Linked DNA regions of Mus musculus: region 1 is linked to region 2. Evidence: chromatin contacts called from public HiCAR-type data. All regions are on one chromosome and are shown on one strand. Each heading gives the region's core, a stretch centred on a gene start, on an enhancer-like site or on the middle of the called end of the contact. The rest is flanking DNA. Distances are from core to core; before and after follow the strand shown. Region 1 holds the start of Ppm1k (protein phosphatase 1K (PP2C domain containing)). Region 2 holds the start of Aqp1 (aquaporin 1).

Region 1 (3,608 bases), core at 243-2,742, 2.2 Mb after region 2:
ACCTCAGAAATGTATTTTAGGAAATCCGCACTCTTGATGCCTTTATCGCCTTTTAGGAGGAAAGGAAATGTTAGTTTACTGGAGAAAAGAAAACAACAAAACGGTCAATAACTCCCTTCGGTTGTATGTGAGAGTCTGTTTTCATAGGCGAAGTGAGAATACAGTATTGAAAAGTAAGTGTTACTCAACTCTGTGAAGGGGGTGGGTTGATGTAGACAAGGAAAAAGAGACTCGGATTGCAAGAAAAACAATTATAAACAAGAGCCCATTATCCAAAGCTTCCTATTTTATGACATTTGTCATACAGTGTGGTGAGCTGGTTTCCAATTTCCACAAGTTCCAACACACACTAGAAGGGCAACACAGCCCCTTCCGCCAAGCCCTGCAGATCTCGATCTCAAGAGAGCCCCAGGTTTCCTCACCAGGGCACAGGTCCAGCAGAGGCTACATCTGCTCTGCCGGGTTGACATGCACATTGGGGGTTGGGGGCTTCGCAGTTTCTATTCCTGCAGCTCCTACAACGAAAACCGGTGGAGCTTTTGAGAGTCGAAATTTCCTAGCTATTTCTACCCAGAGCCTCAATCTTTGTCTCCTCCGGGTAAATTCTCTCATCTACAGAAAGCGTCTGCGAAAACCTGCGCCAGGAGCCACATGCCCCTAAGATACAGTGCTCTCCTAGCAAAGCAAAACACAAGCTCTCAGATCCAAACGACCAGGGCTCCGCAATCCTTCTCTACACCAGTCCCTTTGCAAGCCTGGGCTGGATAGAATCGTGGGCTGGTTTGCTGGCCTTGAACGAAGCTGGACGCGGCAGGACAACACTCTCCTGAGCTCTTGAGATCTGGCATCCCAAGTTCTTAGGCAGCTATGCCTGCTCTCGCGGGCAGGAGCGCACCAAAGGGTCTCGCTGCAGTGAATCAGGGTTCTGTTATCTTTGCTAGCTTTCTCATTCTCTCCCTGGGACCCCGCCCATCTTTCTATCCCTGCTTCCCTGGGGCTCACTATCAGCCCGAGGTCAAGTTCAAGGCCGACCAAGGCTGCTTTGGGGGAGCCGGATGCTCGGGCGCAGCCACCGTGGGCCTAGGCGAGAGCAGCTGCTTTCCACTTCCAGAAAAAGGGAGCACATCGAACCCAGAGAGATGCGCGTGGGACTCGGTCTCAGACAGAGTAAGCTGCAGGAACTCATTTCATATTTCTCTTTCGCCTTCCCGGGGACCTCCGGAGACCGCCAATGTCTCGTCAACAACCTAGGAGAATAAGCGAATTAAACTCCTTAGGCTCTTACCTTGTGATGGGTAGGTGTCTGTAAATTTCTTAATTGGCTAATGGAAGGAAGGGAAGGATTTCTTGGATGATAAACTAGACTGACTTCTCTGTTGATTATGATCTCCAGAACAAGCAATTAGGGAAGCCACAGTCTCTTCCACTCCTGGAAATTCTCGGAAAATAAAAAAAAATCAACCGCAGCTGGCCAAATGGAGACCCGGAGGAGTGTATTTCCGATGATTGACAGCAACACTAGCCAGTTGGTGCTCTGAAAGACTCTTTGCCCGCCCTCAATCTGAGCCAATTACAGATTTAGATAGGAACGAGCCTCCTGCACAGGCAATTTGACCTCTCAGATTGCCAATTAAACGCCGTAGAGCGACGTCAAAGTGGGCCAGTAGCTGTTCGACGTTGGCGCCCCGCCCTCCTGATGGGCCTGGCGGCCTCGAATCAGGCACCAGGGACCTTGCTTTTCGCCAGCCACTGGAGGAGGGAGTTTCACTTCTGCCAAAGTTATCTTAACTCTGACCCAAGAAATCGAGACTCGGACAGCCACGCTTTGCTTGAGTGTAGCACTTGTACGTCATCCAGTGTTCTTTGACAAATCACAAACCAATGTTCTTCGGACTGCATTAACAGGCATCTTGGGATGGCTCGCGACTATCCTGCATGCCAAAAAGATTTCCGTCTTTTGAAGGAAGCATTGCCTTGGATCTGGGGGTCCAAACTGATTCAAATAATCAGATAACTGCCTTTAGAACCTTCGGTCTAATAAGGAAGATGAGGAAGCAAGCCAACAAATAAACAGTAAAAGACAAATCACGTCTAAAGAGGGAACGGCTCAGGTGTGGCTGGAGAACACTGGGCAGCGGATTTTACCGCGCTGAATCTAGTCAAGGCAGGATGGATCTGAGCAGAAGACAATAGCAGATGCCTTTCAGGCTGTATCAGCACACTCCCGGGCAGGTTTCATGCACAGGAATACTGGTCAACACTAAATTGACTCCATGATTTTTTATGTGTGCGTGTTTTGGTTTTGTTTTGATACTTTTTAAGTCTTTTTAAAAATATTCATTTATTTATTTATTTATACACTGTACACTATAGCGGTCTTCAGACACTCCAGAAAATGGCATCAGATTTCATTACGGATGGTTGTGAGCCACCATGTGGTTGCTGGGGTTTGAACTCGGGACCTTTGGAAGAGCAGTCAGCGCTCTTAACCGCTGAGCCATCTCACCAGCTCCCCCCACCTCCACTTTTTAAGTCTTAATTGGGTTGTTTTTGTTTTGATTTTGGGTTTTTGTTTTTTTGTTTTGTTTTTTGTTTTTGGGTTTTTTTTTTGAGACAGAGAGAGAACATACATAAAGTTGAGTGAGTAGTACGGAAGTGGGGAGGATCTGAAAGGAATTGTGGAAGGGGAAAGAATTGCTCAAAATGCATGTATGGAATAAGTTTTAATTAAAAATATTCTTAAAATTAATAATTAAGTTGTGTTGCCTAGTTGCACCTCCTGGTCCAAGAGCATCTGGAGACCCAGTGCATTTAATAATAATATGTTTCGACAGTGATATTTGTGTTAGTGACTCACTAAATCTAACAATGGCTTATGTTGGATAGAGAATCAATTTTCATAAAGCTCTTGAAATTGTTACCGGATCCAGCATATAGACAGAAAAGTGTGCATATTGAGTGTGGCTCAAGAGATCTTCACAACATACAGCCTGACTTTATATCTAGCACCTGATCAAGAAACAATGTTTTTAGTCCCCAAGGGACCCTTCATCCTGCCGGGCATCCCATTACTGCTTCTGTCCAGGGGCAGCCTCCACGCTGACTTTTAACACAGTAGATTAATTTTGTCTTTACACTTGGTATGTATTAAACCATAACCTACACATACTTTTTGTTTGTTTGGCTTCTCTGGTTCAACAACGTATGTGTAAGATGTATTTTTTCATGTTGCTATCAGAACACATACTACTCTTCCAGAACGCTGTAGTTTGATTCCCAGTTCATGTGTAGGGCAGCTTATAACCTATAACTCTGGGGGTTCAATGCCTCTGGCCTCCAAGGACATCAGCCCTCTTAGGCACATACCTACACACTGACCACACCCATAGACATAATTAAAAATAATGAATCTTTTAAAAAAAAACAAAGAAAATTAATTACTATCATTTGTATTTGTAACTAAGGAAACTGGATAAAGAGACTGAAAAAGTGGGCTGAGGCACTTAGTTTGCAAGAGGTTGAACTGGGACTACTTGGCTATGTCTCTCTTCATAGCCAGGCTCTCCGCTTCTTTCTCATGAGAGGTAAGTGTGAAGACACTGAACTCA
Region 2 (4,010 bases), core at 85-2,584:
GGCCCTATCTTGACAGATGTCAGACTCAAAGACATTTCTTCTTTCTCAGTGAGTGTTGTTTTTCCACCTCTGATGGGTAAGAAGCCAATGATTCTGATAAGGACTAAGATGGAAAGAGAGGGACCAATCATAACAGGTCCTACCTTGTGGCCACAGAGAGAGCCTCCCTATGGGCCTGGTATACCTTCCAGCACACTCAAACAGTAGGCAAGTGACCGACCAGTTCTCTGGTCCTTTACTCGGGATTTTGGGGGTACACAGGAAACATGGTGGGTGCTTTGTCTGCCCCCACCTCCTCTCCACCCCTCCTGGTGTTGGAAAGTGCCTCTGGTCTCCCTTACCTTCCTCTCTCCTCTTTCTCTATCTAGATTCTTGTCCGGCCTATGTCTCCTCTGCTCCGTTTGTCTCTTCCTGTTTCTGACGTGCTGTTTTTTCCTGTGATGCTAGTGACTGAATCCAGTGCCCAGTTGAATATTGTATGCGTGAGCACATCCATAGCCTGGCCGCTGTCTCCTGCAAGGCTGGAAACCTCTTCCACTTTCCACCATCACTCGGATAATGCTTCCTGTTGCTCTGCCTATCATCCCATCACTGCATCTGTCTCTTAGCCCCAGCCCATGTCTCCCATTCGCTCCTTTTCAGGTCCAGCTGTCATTCCTTCCATCTCTTCAGTGACCTGCTAGCTACTTTATCTATTAGAGAAAAAAAAAAAGCCTAAGCAACATTATCTTCCCCACCCCCTCTCAAATCATGGCCTCAAATTGTTTTAAGTTTGAGGAATTGGGGGAGTTTTCCAGCAACCTTGCTTGGCTAAGGTCTGCCATTGTCTAAAGAATGATAGGTGGCTCCCAGAAAGCTTCTCTACTCCCATCAATGAGGCCCGGGGGGCGAGGACACATCCCCAAAGTGACATGCAGCTGCTTGGCCCAGGCCAGGACATTGGAGGCCAGACTGGCCCACAGATTTCTCAGCCTGAGAACTTCAGATTACTAACTCTGCTCAGAGTGGGATGGGACAGGCAGGCAATTTCTGGTGCCACCTCCAGGGAGGGCAATGTCCGTCTGGGGAGTCCAGACAACCCCTATTCCCCACCCCTTCTAGAGTGCCAGCCTCTGCCCTCAGGCACCCTTGAGCTTTGCAGGCTGGGCGGGGACACCTGGATTTCTCTGGCCCCCTGAGAAGAGCCAGCTTGGAAGAATTTCCCAAAGCCTATTAGAGCAACGGTTGCCTCCTGCCTCCTTACGCTGGGCAGGGCCGAGGGCTGAGGCGGGTGGAGGGAGCAAGGGAGGGCAGGAGGGGGAGAGGAGGAAGGAAAAAGTTGGCAGGCAGACAGCAGAGCCCTGTCTGCATCCATCGCAGCGAGGAGGCTCGTGTGGTGTGGGGCGGGCCAGGAGCAAGGAGAGGCCTTCCTCCCTTTGTGCTCCCCCCACCCAGCCCTATAAATAGGCCCAGCCCAGGCTGTGGCTCAGCTCTTGGAGGGAGTTGAGCACCAGGCATCCAGCGGTTAAGTCGAGGTCCCTGCCAGCATGGCCAGTGAAATCAAGAAGAAGCTCTTCTGGAGGGCTGTGGTGGCTGAGTTCCTGGCCATGACCCTCTTCGTCTTCATCAGCATTGGTTCTGCCCTAGGCTTCAATTACCCACTGGAGAGAAACCAGACGCTGGTCCAGGACAACGTGAAGGTGTCGCTGGCCTTTGGTTTGAGCATCGCTACTCTGGCCCAAAGTGTGGGTCACATCAGCGGTGCTCACCTCAACCCTGCGGTCACACTGGGGCTCCTGCTCAGCTGTCAGATCAGCATCCTCCGGGCTGTCATGTACATCATCGCCCAGTGTGTGGGAGCCATCGTCGCCACGGCCATTCTCTCGGGCATCACCTCCTCCCTAGTCGACAATTCACTTGGCCGCAATGACGTGAGTGGGGTATCTTAGGCTTAGGGTGTCTGTAGGAGAAGACAGAGAGGGAGCTGGCTCCATTTGCCTACTGTACAAGGGGGATACTGAAGAACAGAGAGAAGGATGAAGGTTTCTGGAGTCATGCTGAGAACTGGGGCTAGAACTCAGTTGTACTGCATGGTCTCTTTGCTGGTTGGTGCTGTGAGAATGGAGGAGCTAGACAATATGGTTGTGCCAAAGTCCCCTGCAGAGTAGCTACTGCCAGGAATGAGCTGGAGGGGCAGCTAGGTGCATGCCAGCAGTTCCTCCCCTCTTCTGAGCTACCTGAGCAGTCACCTTCCCCCTTTGCAGTCCCGTGCACTAGGCAACCTCTACCTACTGTCCCGAGTACATTTTCTCCAGCTACCCAGTGTGTTTAAAGCCACTTCTGCAAGTGTCTGAGTGTGACTCTCTTGATAAGTTGCCTGGGCTTCTAATCGGCTTCTAATCCTTAGCCAGGTCCCCAAATCAACTTCCTCAGAAAGTCAGGAGACAGCCCCCTTTCCTCCCTCTACCCCCAATAATTAGACAAAGTTGAGAGAACAATACTCTCTCTGGAGCTTTGGGAGAGTTTTCTAGATACCAGTTCAGGAGAAGGGCTCAGCTCAGCAGTCCCTGGCCACTGAACCGTGGGGCATGCTGGCTTGTTGTGTGCGGAGGTGGAAGCGAAGGTGTGTGAGTGTCTGCTTGGGTCCTGAACTTGTGTAAGCTATTTTCACGTTGATGCTGTGTTGTTGGAGAGTGTGTAAGCACTTGTACCCATTGTTCCTGGCTTTAATGATAAGCAGACGCTGGCAACAGTACGTGGCGACTGCTCAACATAACTGTCTTTGGGCTACTCTACATGACTAAGTGGCCTCTGTGGTGGCTGCCTGGCCACTGACCTTTTCCAGTTTCTTAGCTAAGTGCCCATGATGACTGAGTTCACTTGGGTTTAGCAGGAGTATCTGAGTAAGGGTGTAGGGTGTCTCAGAATGGAATAGGCTGGAGTCCCTCACCAGAGGCAAAGACTAACGGCAGAGTGGTAGAATAAGGTCCAGAGAAACGAAGCTGGCTGGACCCCAGCAGGGTAGATGCATGGGGATAGGCGCAAGGGCGTGAGCCAGGACTCTGTCCGGTGAGTTGGATAGCTATGCGTGATTAGACATCTTTCGTTTCCCAGCTGAAGTTCAGGTCCTGGAGATGCAGACCAGGAGGAGGGAGGTGAAAGTCTGGTGCAGAGGGCAGCTGCCGTGGCTCTGCTGCAGGGATGAGCACTTCTGTACCACAGTGACACCTCACCATCACACTTTTAAGTCAACCTCTGCTCAGCTGGGGATTGAAGATTAGCCCCATGGCTGGAGTTTAGACTTTAGCTGGAGAAAACTTGGAGCAGGGTTAGACGGGCCGTGTCCCTCTAGACTTCAGTCTCTCCAATAGGAGCAGGGCTAGGTGCCTTAGTGAATTCCTTCGAGGAGGTTCGAGTTGCTACCGAGGTGGGGGATGGGGAGGATGGAAGCAGTGCCTGCTCCCTCCTAGATCTTGTCTCTTCCAAGTCAAGTGACAGGCAAGACCTATGCCCTTGCTGGCAAAGGCTTTGCATTTCTAATACGGTCATCCAAGGTAGAGGCAGAATGTGATTGCTTTAGCAGGCAGCACCTGAGCCTGGCTACACCCCACTTCAGACTCCTTACCCCCCTTCCCCAGTTTTCCAGAGGTGCCAGAGTATCTGTGTCAGGCAAGATATATACAGCTGAAGGAGAAAAAACGCTTCAGGCCAGTGTGAGAACAGCTTGGGGAAGAAGGCAGGCACCCTAAGCCCTGTTTGTTGTTAGCCACTGAGTCTTCCTGGAGGTGAGCATCCTGAGGTTCACAAGCAGCCTAGGTTCTGGGGTCATTCCTGCTACTCTGACACTACTGGCTTATATTGTTGGCTGGAGCTAAATTACTGACCCCCAAAGGGCTTGGCTAAGAGGACCCCCAGCAGCGGCATCAGAGGAGGGACCAAATATTGTGCTGAGGTTCCTACTATCTCATCCAAACAAATAATGAACCTTTGACATGTGGCTCTCTTGGGGCACTGGCTCCTGGTTATGGAGG

The links. HiCAR-type assays count read pairs that join an accessible place to other places.
Region 1: a contact with region 2 is called in a HiCAR-type map of astrocytes, with 4 times the contacts expected there. The contact joins the promoter of Ppm1k here to the promoter of Aqp1 in region 2. A contact is called at or near these places in 1 of 39 promoter capture datasets (liver) and 1 of 115 datasets of contacts at active chromatin or transcription factors (astrocytes).

The regions. Positions count from the first base shown.
Region 1 is chr6:57,533,995-57,537,602 of GRCm38.p6, forward strand. It overlaps Ppm1k (protein phosphatase 1K (PP2C domain containing)), which reads right to left and starts at 1,493. Exons shown (of 7, transcript NM_175523.5): 1 at 1,286-1,493.
Region 2 is chr6:55,334,965-55,338,974 of GRCm38.p6, forward strand. It overlaps Aqp1 (aquaporin 1), which reads left to right and starts at 1,335. Exons shown (of 4, transcript NM_007472.2): 1 at 1,335-1,910. The coding sequence starts at 1,527.